2 separate regions of the Macaca mulatta genome follow, and region 1 is linked to region 2. The links are chromatin contacts, called in public Hi-C maps. All regions are on one chromosome and are shown on one strand. Each heading gives the region's core, a stretch centred on a gene start, on an enhancer-like site or on the middle of the called end of the contact. The rest is flanking DNA. Distances are from core to core; before and after follow the strand shown. Region 1 has its middle 9.2 kb from the start of ACYP2. Region 2 has its middle 130 kb from the start of EML6.

What was found. Hi-C and Micro-C count contacts between places; a contact is called where the count stands out from the background.
Region 1: a contact with region 2 is called in a Hi-C map of CD4 T cells, with 4 times the contacts expected there. The contact joins two enhancer-like sites. A contact is called at or near these places in 5 of 14 Hi-C or Micro-C datasets (CD4 T cells, fetal cortex germinal zone, fetal cortical plate and 2 more).

Annotation. Positions count from the first base shown.
Region 1 is chr13:70,545,226-70,550,487 of T2T-MMU8v2.0, reverse strand. No RefSeq gene overlaps it. Among named protein-coding and RNA genes, the nearest start is that of ACYP2, 9.2 kb to the right of the region's middle. Within about 2 kb of position 3,212, at least 9 of the 40 cell types and tissues checked have an H3K27ac peak or open chromatin away from gene starts, as enhancers often do. A contact at or near this core is called in CD4 T cells, where this site is marked.
Region 2 is chr13:69,925,364-69,930,339 of T2T-MMU8v2.0, reverse strand. No RefSeq gene overlaps it. Among named protein-coding and RNA genes, the nearest start is that of EML6, 130 kb to the right of the region's middle. Within about 2 kb of position 1,594, at least 13 of the 40 cell types and tissues checked have an H3K27ac peak or open chromatin away from gene starts, as enhancers often do. A contact at or near this core is called in CD4 T cells, where this site is marked.

The DNA of each region.
Region 1 (5,262 bases), core at 1,963-4,462, 620 kb before region 2:
CCCACCCATGCGGCAGGCGGAGGAAATGCCTGCAGCTACAGAGAATACAGATGCCAGTCAGAGCCTGCAGGTTAGAGAGAGTGCTACAAGGCTAAGCTAAACAGATCAAACCCAGCCACAGGTTGAACAAGAAAGCTGGCAGCCAGTGTTTTCCTGAGTGTAACTGTGGGTACCGCCTCTATTGGTGATAGAGACTTGATACTTAAAATGAACTTCGGATTGTTCCAAATGTACAGATTAAGAACATCTGGCATGTAGAATTAGGATTCCGATGCAAGATATATACTGATGCTGTCTGGTGTGGTACAAGAGTACATTGATGCATGGATGATGGTCAGTAGTCTTGGAGAACAGAATCAAGATAGGATGAGAAAAGAAAATATTCCTTTGATTATAATGACTATGTGTTCATAAGTTCCTTCATGAGGAAGAAGTGGAAATTATCAGAGCCTCCCACTATGTACCTTTGGTATTATAGTGTATTATATATTTATTTTAAAATTGGTGTGTAGTAAAATGGATATACCATAAAAGGGCAAGCTTAGTCATGTAGCTCAAGTCCTTTTGTCACCTTTATAAAGAACTTTTCCAGGTTTTGTTACGTTGACATTTTTGATGTAGTTAGATTTTACCAAACTCCTCGATGCAGGACTCTGGAGCCTGAGTGATAAACCAAATGAACAGTCACCTTACAGGCTACTGTTTTAGTCTTATTTTAGTCTGAGTATGCTACACTTGATAAAAATCACTTCGAAAATGAGAAAGTATTACATAAAAGTCATTTATTACAATCCCTTAGATCAGCAATTCTCAACCCTGGCTAAACAGTGGAACTACCTGAGAAGCTTTTTAACAACTGCTGGTGGCTGGCCTAACACCATATTAATTATATTAAAATTTCTGGAGAAGGGAAGAACGCTCCCCAAGTGAACATAACGTGCAACTAGACAAAAAGGGCTGATAGGGGATTGCACAAAAAAGTGGGGTCTAGTCAGGTCTTAGAGAATAACTGTGTCCACAATGTAACATTGTGTTACAAGCTGAGGCATAGAGTATAATTCAAGTATTCCCTTCCAAGCCTACACAATTGTTAGCAAACTACCTAGTGCTCTCTGGAAGACATTTTTGGGGAAATATTCAGATGTTTTCTGAATATTATTTTGTTGAAAACAATTCAGGAAATTTCCCCCCAGGAAAACTTCTGATTTGCAGCATGGGACATAGAAGCTGAGCACTCTTCCCCGGCTTCCCACTGTACTCGGAACAGGAACAAGACTCCACCGTGGCTTCCACAGCCTGGCATGACCTTTCTCCTTGCCTTCACTGAAAGCCATATTTAATGCCACCGTCTCACATTTTATGATGCAGCATCCACACTGGGCTTCTTTCAGTTTCTGCTACTTGGGAAACTGGAACTTTCTACATGCTACTTCCTCTGCGTGGATTAAGCTCTCCCACCTTGCTTCTTGGTTTCTTCTTTTCCATTCTTCAGCGATCACTTCCCCAGAGACCTTCCCAGACAACCTCTCTAAGCCCTAATCTACTCCCATCTCTGAATTTTAAAAATTTATTTATTTATTCATTTTTGAGACAGGGTCTCGTTCTACTGCCCAGGCTGGAGTACAGTGGCATGATCATGGCTTACCTCCCTGGCTCAAGCAATTCTCCCACCTCAGCCTCCCGAGTAGCTGGGACTACAGGTGCAGCCTCCCGAGTAGCTGGGACTACAGCCAAACCACCATATCTGGCTAATTTTTGTATTTTTTGTAGAGAAGCGTTTGCCATGTTGCCCAGACTGGTCTGTAACTCCTGGGCTCAAGCAATCCTCCTGCCTCAGGCCCCCAAAGTGCTGGGATTACAGGCCTAAGTCATTGCGCCTAGCCCCCATTACTAAATTAAACATCACTGTCTCCCCAGCACCTACACATGGCAAACATTAGGTGTTTGATAAACATCTGTTGAATGAGTGAATGAAAGACTGTTGAAGGCTGTGTGACAGAGTGGAAAGAACACTGAATTTTACCACGAAAGGCTGGATTCTAGATGGGATTCAATCCCTTAAAAGTTGTAAGACTATTTCTCTGTCTTTAAAGTATAGTACCTGTCCTACTTGGTTCTGTACCTGTAAATATCAAATGGGAGTTGATATATAAAAGTGTTATAATAATCATAAAACGGCACTGCAAGTATAATTTAATGTACTATTCATGGACTCAAAAGGAAATCACATATAGTCAATCAGCAAAATGTTTTTAAGTGCTGAATTATTGACACTGTACTGCATTCATCATTATTATCAACTTTTTAAAGATAAGATTTTATTTTTAAAATTTTAAAATTATGATTTTATTTGCAGAGATGGGTTGCCCAGGTTGACTTCAAATGATCCTCCCACCTTAGTCTCCCAAAGCACTGAGATTACAGGTGTGAACCACCATTCCCAGACAAATATCAGATTTTATTAATAAGGATGAAAAGTAAATAATTCTAGGTGAAATATTTTCATACTGCAAAAAGCTTCCTATGTCCAGGTAAAAACCATCTTATTTACTTAACAAGAGATCTCTGAGACACACAGTCTTTAAGAAAAGCTAATTTTAAAGGATGTAGTAGATGCATATGCTGGAAACATAAAGTCTCGTATTATAGGATTTCAACCAACATTTACCAGACAAATTTTTGAGACGGAGTCTTACTCTTGTTTCCCAGTCTGGAGGCTGCAATGGCATGATCTCGGCTCACTGCAGCCTCTGCCTCCTGGGTTCAAGTGATTCTCCTGTCTCAGCCTCCCGAGTAGCTGGGATTACAGGCGCCCGCCACCACACCTGGCTAATTTTTGTATATTTTAGTAGAGACGGGGTTTCACTATGTTGGCCAGGCTGGTCTCAAACTCTTGACCTCGTGATCTGCCCGCCTTGGCCTCCCAAAGGGTTAGGATTTCAGGCGTGAGTCACCTTGCCCAGCCAAGTTTTGCTTTTCTTATAACATCCATATCTAATTGTAATTCATGGTCAAGATACTTTCATATTTAAGTCATCTGTTGAGTGAAGGGTCCTAACAGCAACTAAACTGCCTGTCATTTAGGGGTTTAGCATGCACCTAAAAGTATTTTCGAAGTGTGTCACTGAAATGAGAGACATTTAGGTGGCACTAGCTTCCTGAAGACTGAAAGAGTAACCCTACCCACGGGAACTGCCTTGCCTTGGATAGTTGGTAGATGGCAGCAACAGATCAGAAATTATGGTTTGTTAACTAGAGCGCTGAAAGTGTTCTTTTTAAAGTTAGTCTTTCTTTCTTTTTTTTTTTTCCAAAATAAAATGATATAGCTGCAAACCAAGTAGATAGTAAAAATAAATAAGTGTGATGTGACTAGCTTGCAGAATATAGACTACCTAAGCCTTTATTTATTCTATAATCTTTCAACGGCAATTTATTTTTCAACAGCTCTAGGCTTGGTTTCATTGCTATTCTTAACTTGTTTTTTTTTTGTTGTTGTTGTTACAATCTTTATTTCTTCTCTTTGTAAGTATTGAGAATTTTAATGCCCCTCTATTGACAGAAAGGGGTGGCATATTTGAACTTTCATTCTGCCTAACCTTTGTTATATTCCTATTGTGAAGATTTTGCCCCAGACATTGCATTGGTCATAGTTCAGTTACTGAAACAATAATCCATTCCAGACAGTTTAAACAGAAATTGTTTAACACTGGGCATTAAACGGCTTATGAAGTTGTTGGGAGGGCTAATGAAAGAAGCTCTTGGTCACTTACTCTCAATCTGAGCTTCGTATCACAGGCATCTGGGTTGCTTTTCTAGAATATCCATTCGGGAATCCATTGCTGACATAGTGAATCAAAACCTTTAGGAATAAGCTCCCCTGGAAATTCAAATGTTGAGATCAGAGTTGCGATCCACTTTGAGGCTGAAGTTTTAGGATGGACTTTTACTGCAGAACTGGGCCATCGAAGGATCTACTGATTCTGCAGTAAGAAACCATTTGCTTAATTGGGAAGTTGTTGCTATGGCTGCTGGATTCCAAACAATGCATCCCCTGCCACCATCAGAAGCTGCCACGGTCCGGAAACTGCCACATCCAAAAAGCTGCTACTCCGGGACCCACCAAACTTGCTATGATATTAATTAGTAAAACAAATGTCCCGTGCCCTGCCTCTTAGTGCCCCACAAGCCAGTGAACAGTCAGTTAACAATGCCACAGAATAACTAAACTCCCCCGCGACTATGCTTATCACAGAACCAGCAGCAGATGGCCTCTGCCTCACTCATCCCCTCCCTCCCCACCCTCCATATCTACAGTGGTAGTTCTGCTGGTGGAAACTCTATCACATAAGGAATCTTAATTGCAAGAATGTCTAGGGGTTGTAGCTTTAAACTTTCCAGCCCTACGGAAACAGGAAGTCCAGCTAGAAAGAGACTGCAATGGATGTATGTACCAATCCACTGTTTCACCAAGGACATCATGAAGTAGATAAGTTATTTCAAAGACACAAAGGCCGTTGTTGTCACACTATCCCAGACCTGAGGGTAAATCTGAGTCAAGCCTTTTCAGGAGTAAGTGTGTGTGAACTAAGAAGAAATCAGGACAAATCTCTTCCCTGATAGGCTCCTTGCTTCCACAGGAAAAGCAAACCTGTTACCTGCTTAAGTCCACGCCTTGGGGGTATTAGGAAGGGAGGGGTCTGTGGTGTCTACTTTTTGTCTGAGTGGTACCTGGCCCTTTCTCCCCTTCCTTATCTTGGTGCTATAGCTTGGCGTCTGGGCACACTCTGTTCAAAATCTGACTTTGCCATTCGTTGCCTCCTTGATGTGTCCAAGCAGTGGCATCTGTGATTAGTTTCCTCCTTATGTAATCATAACTTTACCTTTTTCTCACTCAGTACCTTCAGATGCATATTTCCTGTTTTCTAAAGGACTCAATGCTAATTATAATGATATTTTCCTTTACTTTTCCTTACTTCTAGATATATTCTTATGCATTTTGTATTATTTCTTCCTCTGGAAATGAAGTATTTCTGTAACACATTCTCTTCATTAATAAAGGTTTTAGTATATTTGATTATCTCCTTGTTCTTCTTTATGTCAGTTAAGATATGCTTTAGTGCTTTGAAAGTAAAGTGTTTGGTCCTGTCTTTGCCTGAACATGACTTCAGAGTTGTCTAGAAATTTAAATTATATGCCCACAATTCACAATTGCAAAAATAAGGAACCAGCCCAAATGCCCATCAATCGAGTAAATAAAGAAAA
Region 2 (4,976 bases), core at 345-2,844:
ATCCCAGCTACACGGGAGGCTGAGGCAGGAGAATCGTTTGAACTTGGGAGGTGGAGGTTGCAGTGAGCCAAGATCTTGATATTCCAGCCTGGGCAACAGCCTGTTTTGTCTCAAAACAAAACAAAAAGAACAACAATAAAAACTGTCTTTAATTCATTTGGCACTGTTTTATGGCACGACATCATTGATCAACTATATTTTTGCTTGTATCTCAAACCTTTCTCAGACCGTGTTTTTGTTTTTGGTAGTGTTCTTGTTGCCTAGCACAGTGCCATCTCACTTATTTGTTGATCTGTTTCCTTAAAAACAAAGATGAGAGCAATTCAAATCCTCTTCATCACTGCAGGCGGCAACAAATCATCCAAACTCTGGCGCTTCCAGTTCTTTCGAGCTTTCTTACTAGGTCAGAGGGCTGTCTTAAAATTTGAGGGAGATGAATGGAGTAAGCGATTACACTGAAAGCCTGGGAAGGAAAGGACGTTCCAAACGTCCAACCCATCATCTTTTTGCAGCCTCTTAGTCACTGGGATTTTGAAATCTCTTTCCAAAGGCTAGCTATGGCCCTAAATTAGAAATAGGCTACCTGAGAACACAGTGGATTCATAGTTCACCTCGGGCAGTTTTAGGAGAAATGCCACCAGCTTCTGCGTTTGAAGGCCAAGGTTACTTGTTCATGGTGTGAGCACCTTCCTGCTTCCAAACTCTGGTTATCTGTAAATACCTAAGTCCTCTAATTTAGGACGCAGGTCATGGGAAGGCGCCGGTTCTTAGGGCACAAGTGAGCTCACATTCCCAGCATTTTTCTTAAACTTGGCAGAACTGCACTCTAACAAATTAAAATCCATGTGAATGAAAAGGAAAACTGATGTAGGAAACAAACTTAAGCTTGAGTCAGTTACAGCATGGTGAGGATGTCGGTTACAGCAACCCTCTGGGACCGATGCAGGAGAAATTCTAATGGTGGGCTGTAGAGACCGTCTCTGTTCCAACTCCACCGCTTTTCTCCACAGAGACCCATGCACGCCAGCTCCCGCCTCAGTCACAAGAGAACGCCCGGTCGTCCTTGATGAACCACGATCTCCTCACCCCAAGAGCCGCAGGCTCCGCTGACGCCGGTACCGGTCTCGCCGCGACTCCCTCTGGGCGCGCGGAATCCTGGGATTTGTGGTCCCTTCCGCTCACTGTCTGCCCTAGCCGGCGCGGAGAGGACTACGCTTCCCAGGATGCGTCGGGGAACGAGGCCTCCGGGGCCGGGAGAGGGAGGGGGCGGCTCCAGTCCTCCGGGGCGTCGCTGTTTCCAAGCGCCGCGATCTCGCCTAGTAACCGGCAGCGGAGGTTCACTAGCGCGGCGTTGTGGCCCCGCCCCCGGAGCCCCAGCTGAAGGAAGAACCTGTCTCCCGCGGCGCCCCAGTGACGAAGCCCATCCCCGGGTGCGGGAGGCGGGGAGGGGAGGGCAGGCAGAGGATTTCGCTCGCCCGCGCGGGATCCAGGACGCGCCGGTGGCGTCCGCTGGCAGCAGAGGTTAGAGGCAGAGAGCGCGGGGATGCTCCGCGGACGAGGCTGGCTCGGGAGTGGGAGGAGTGCAGGGCGCCGCCAGGGCGGCAGTGCGCGCGGGCCGAGCAGTCCTGAGGGCGGGCATCCCTCGCACAGCGCGCCGACCCCCGGGACGTGTGTGTCTGTTGGGGGTTGCTGTCCCGCGGGCGACCCCGCTCCACGCTGGGCTTAGGGCAGGACCCGGGATTCCGTAGGACCCGGTGTTTAGCGCAGACGTTTCTGGGGGAGAGGTAAACGATTTTTGCCGCTTGTTATTTAATTTCTCCTGGAACAGGAGCGTTTGTAGGTAGCGCACTCCCTCCGATTGCACTAGTGCCTCGTTTCTTCCGAGTAAGACAGTCTTTCATGATGCTGATTGGAGTTGGTGATCAATGAGAGCTGCTAAGTTCTTTATGGCTTTCTCGGTGAAGAGAAGGTTCACGGAGGATGTGATTATTAAACACACACATGAAAACTAATTGGAGCATCTAAAAAATGACCATTGCATATTCGCCCTCGCTTATTAGGGAAACAGCAAGCGTTCCTTCAAATCGTATCAGCCAGGCAGCAGCATTTACGCATATTTCATATCATTAAGGAGATGGAACTGGAGGGAGAAAGTGGGAGTAGGGGAAAATTTTTAAAAATACCAAACTTGGTTTAGTTTGGGGATAATTTTCTTGGATTGGGTGACTTATGCGAAAAATCTGTTTCTTTCCTCCTCGCTCTCGCATCCTGGATATAGACTGTCAGTTTCGGATCCAAGGACAGCGATGGCAGAACTCACCCGGGTTGCCTGTCAAATCAAGGCTATCGCAGAATAAATCCCGCCGCCTGCCGCGAAGCCCCGGCGCACCGCAAACTTCAGTGAGCGAACTGGGTGATCGCTGTTGGGATATGCAGATCCCTGATGTAAAAGGCGGGGTGGCCCCCCCGAGAGCCTCTCCTGGGGGCCGGAGCCCGCAGGTGCAGTGAGGCGCGCGCGCGGGTGCCGGCGCCCCCAGAGCCGCCTTGCCCGGGGAGAGGGAGCCCGGCGCCCAGCGGGGTCTGGCGGCCGCACACCGGCGGCGGCGGCTTGTCTGCGGCGGCTGCAGCGGATGATGGTGGCGGCCGGCCCGCTGGGCTGTGCCTGTGCGTCGCCTCGGAAATCAGCGCCCAGCGCCGCGCGCTGAGCCCCTGCAGGTCGGCCGCAGCCCCAGCCTCGGCGAGGACGGCTCCGGCGCGCGGGGGGGCGGGGGGCGCGCGGGGTCGGCTTATCATGGCGGATCGGACGGCGCCCCGCTGCCAGCTCCGGCTGGAGTGGGTGTACGGGTACCGGGGTCACCAGTGCCGCAACAACCTGTACTACACGGCCGGCAAGGAGGTGGTCTACTTTGTGGCTGGGGTCGGGGTGGTTTACAACACCCGCGAGCACAGCCAAAAATTCTTCCTGGGACACAACGACGACATTATCAGGTAAGGGGGTGGCCAGGGGCGGCGGGGAGAGGTTGCGTGTGGAGGCTGGGAGGGTGGGAAGAGGATGACCACCTGGGCTTTCCCGGGGTCGGATCCGGGAGCCCCGTGGAATAGAGGATTCTGTCTGGAGCCGCATGGAATTACCGAAGGGCTGCTGATTCTAGGGCCAGGGCAGAAACAGAGTCGGGGGTGCAGGTAGGAAGGAGAGGTGTCTTTTCGCTGTATCCCTCCGGAATCCCGGCTTTTGAATCTCTAGGGAGTTGAGTGTTCCTAATGCGTTCTTGCTGTTCTTTCCTGCTACAAGTGGAAGGAGCCTGGGTAACTCTCAAACACTTCTTCCTTCCCTAACCAGGTGCACGGTAGGACCAATAGCCTGAAGTGTGGGCATCTTCTTTGGGAGGCTGCTCAGTGGGTTTCTCAGTAAGCAAGAGGATTAAAAAAGATCTAAAAGAAATTTTACTACTGGTAATTTGGAATCTTCATCTCAGATGCTTTGGACCTGGGAAATTTCTGCAGTGGGCGGGGAGTTTGTTCTCTAATATTTCACTTGGCAGTGTTTTAATGCCCAAAGCATATTTATAACTAAATGGATGCTTCCACAACATCATTGAGGTTATTAAAGGCTGGCAGCTGCTGGATCACAAAATCCTACCAGCCAGCCCACACAATGACCAACATCTGCTAGCGGATGGCCCAAGACTGACTGACAGGAGAGCTCATTTGGATGAATGGCCATTTTAGGGGCCTTCCCGATTAAATTGAAGGGGGTTACATTGTGATTCTTGGCTCTATCCTCTCATCTTTGGACCAGACACATTTTCCTCCAGCCGTTGTCAGCTTTTATGTGACCAAACAAGGTATGGGCCAAATGCTGTTCACAGGGAATCCTTTTCAGCCTTCAGCAGTTAAGGAAGATTTTCATCATATGGGAGCCTCAGCCCACAGGGAAAATGACTTGCTGAGGATGGACTACAACTGACAGAGACCATATTTGTACCTTCCAAACTTGTGTGTTTCATTGATGTAGAACAACTACCATTACATTCTCAGAATATTGCCACTTTTGCTCTAAGTTTGTCTTTCACAATGAAATAAATGAAGTGGTGTCATGTCCATGCTTCTAATTTCTCAGTGCAGAGAATGATTTCAAAGATTAGCTTTTTTTTCCCTTCCCAGTGATGTGCTTATATTGCACAAAGGTCTCAGCCTTTTTTTTTCTGAGACCTAAAGTTGAAAAATTGTTACAGAAAGCAAACACTTAATATTCAAAATACAGATTTTAAAAATTCTTGACTTTTTTTTGAAGATGAGAGCTCTAATGTTCTTAAGATTTGGTGGAACTAACATGTAAAACTTTTTTCACGTCACATATGACAAAAATAGCTTTTTTTCTTCCCTCCCTAACATGGTAGTGGTTGTGATTGGGGCATCCTTACATAGTTTTGTTCTGCAGATTTTGCTTCTCTAATTGCTAGGCTGATTATGAAAGTTACAGGTGCAAATGATTAACAATGACTCATGAAAAGGTTAGATGTTAAAAAATTTAAGCCCATTATGTTTTTGCTCTCTCTGTCTTAATGCAGTGCTTTCCATTATAGCATCAAAATAAGATGTAGTCCTTTGGGGGAAGGGAGAGAGTGGCAATTAAACAGAAAATTCCCTGTGGTTAAATAATACTAATGTGACAGTTCGCTGAACTACTTTGTGGATTTGAACTCTTAATCCTAATTTTTTCTCCGATAGAAGGAAAAAAACCAAATGCACTGTTGAAACTGAAGGTGGGAAAAGGGTGGAGTTGCAGTAAACCGTTGTTATGACAAGCAGCCGGGCTAGTGGGATGTGATGAAATCTAGCTTGGGTGGTTAAGGAAACATTCAGATTTGAAGAAAAGGTGAATGAAGTGATGTGTATAACTGGGTTTGTAGGGAGCCTTAACTGATGAAAAGCAAAAGAGACAGTTAGCGTCTGATCTATTTATTAAACTACCT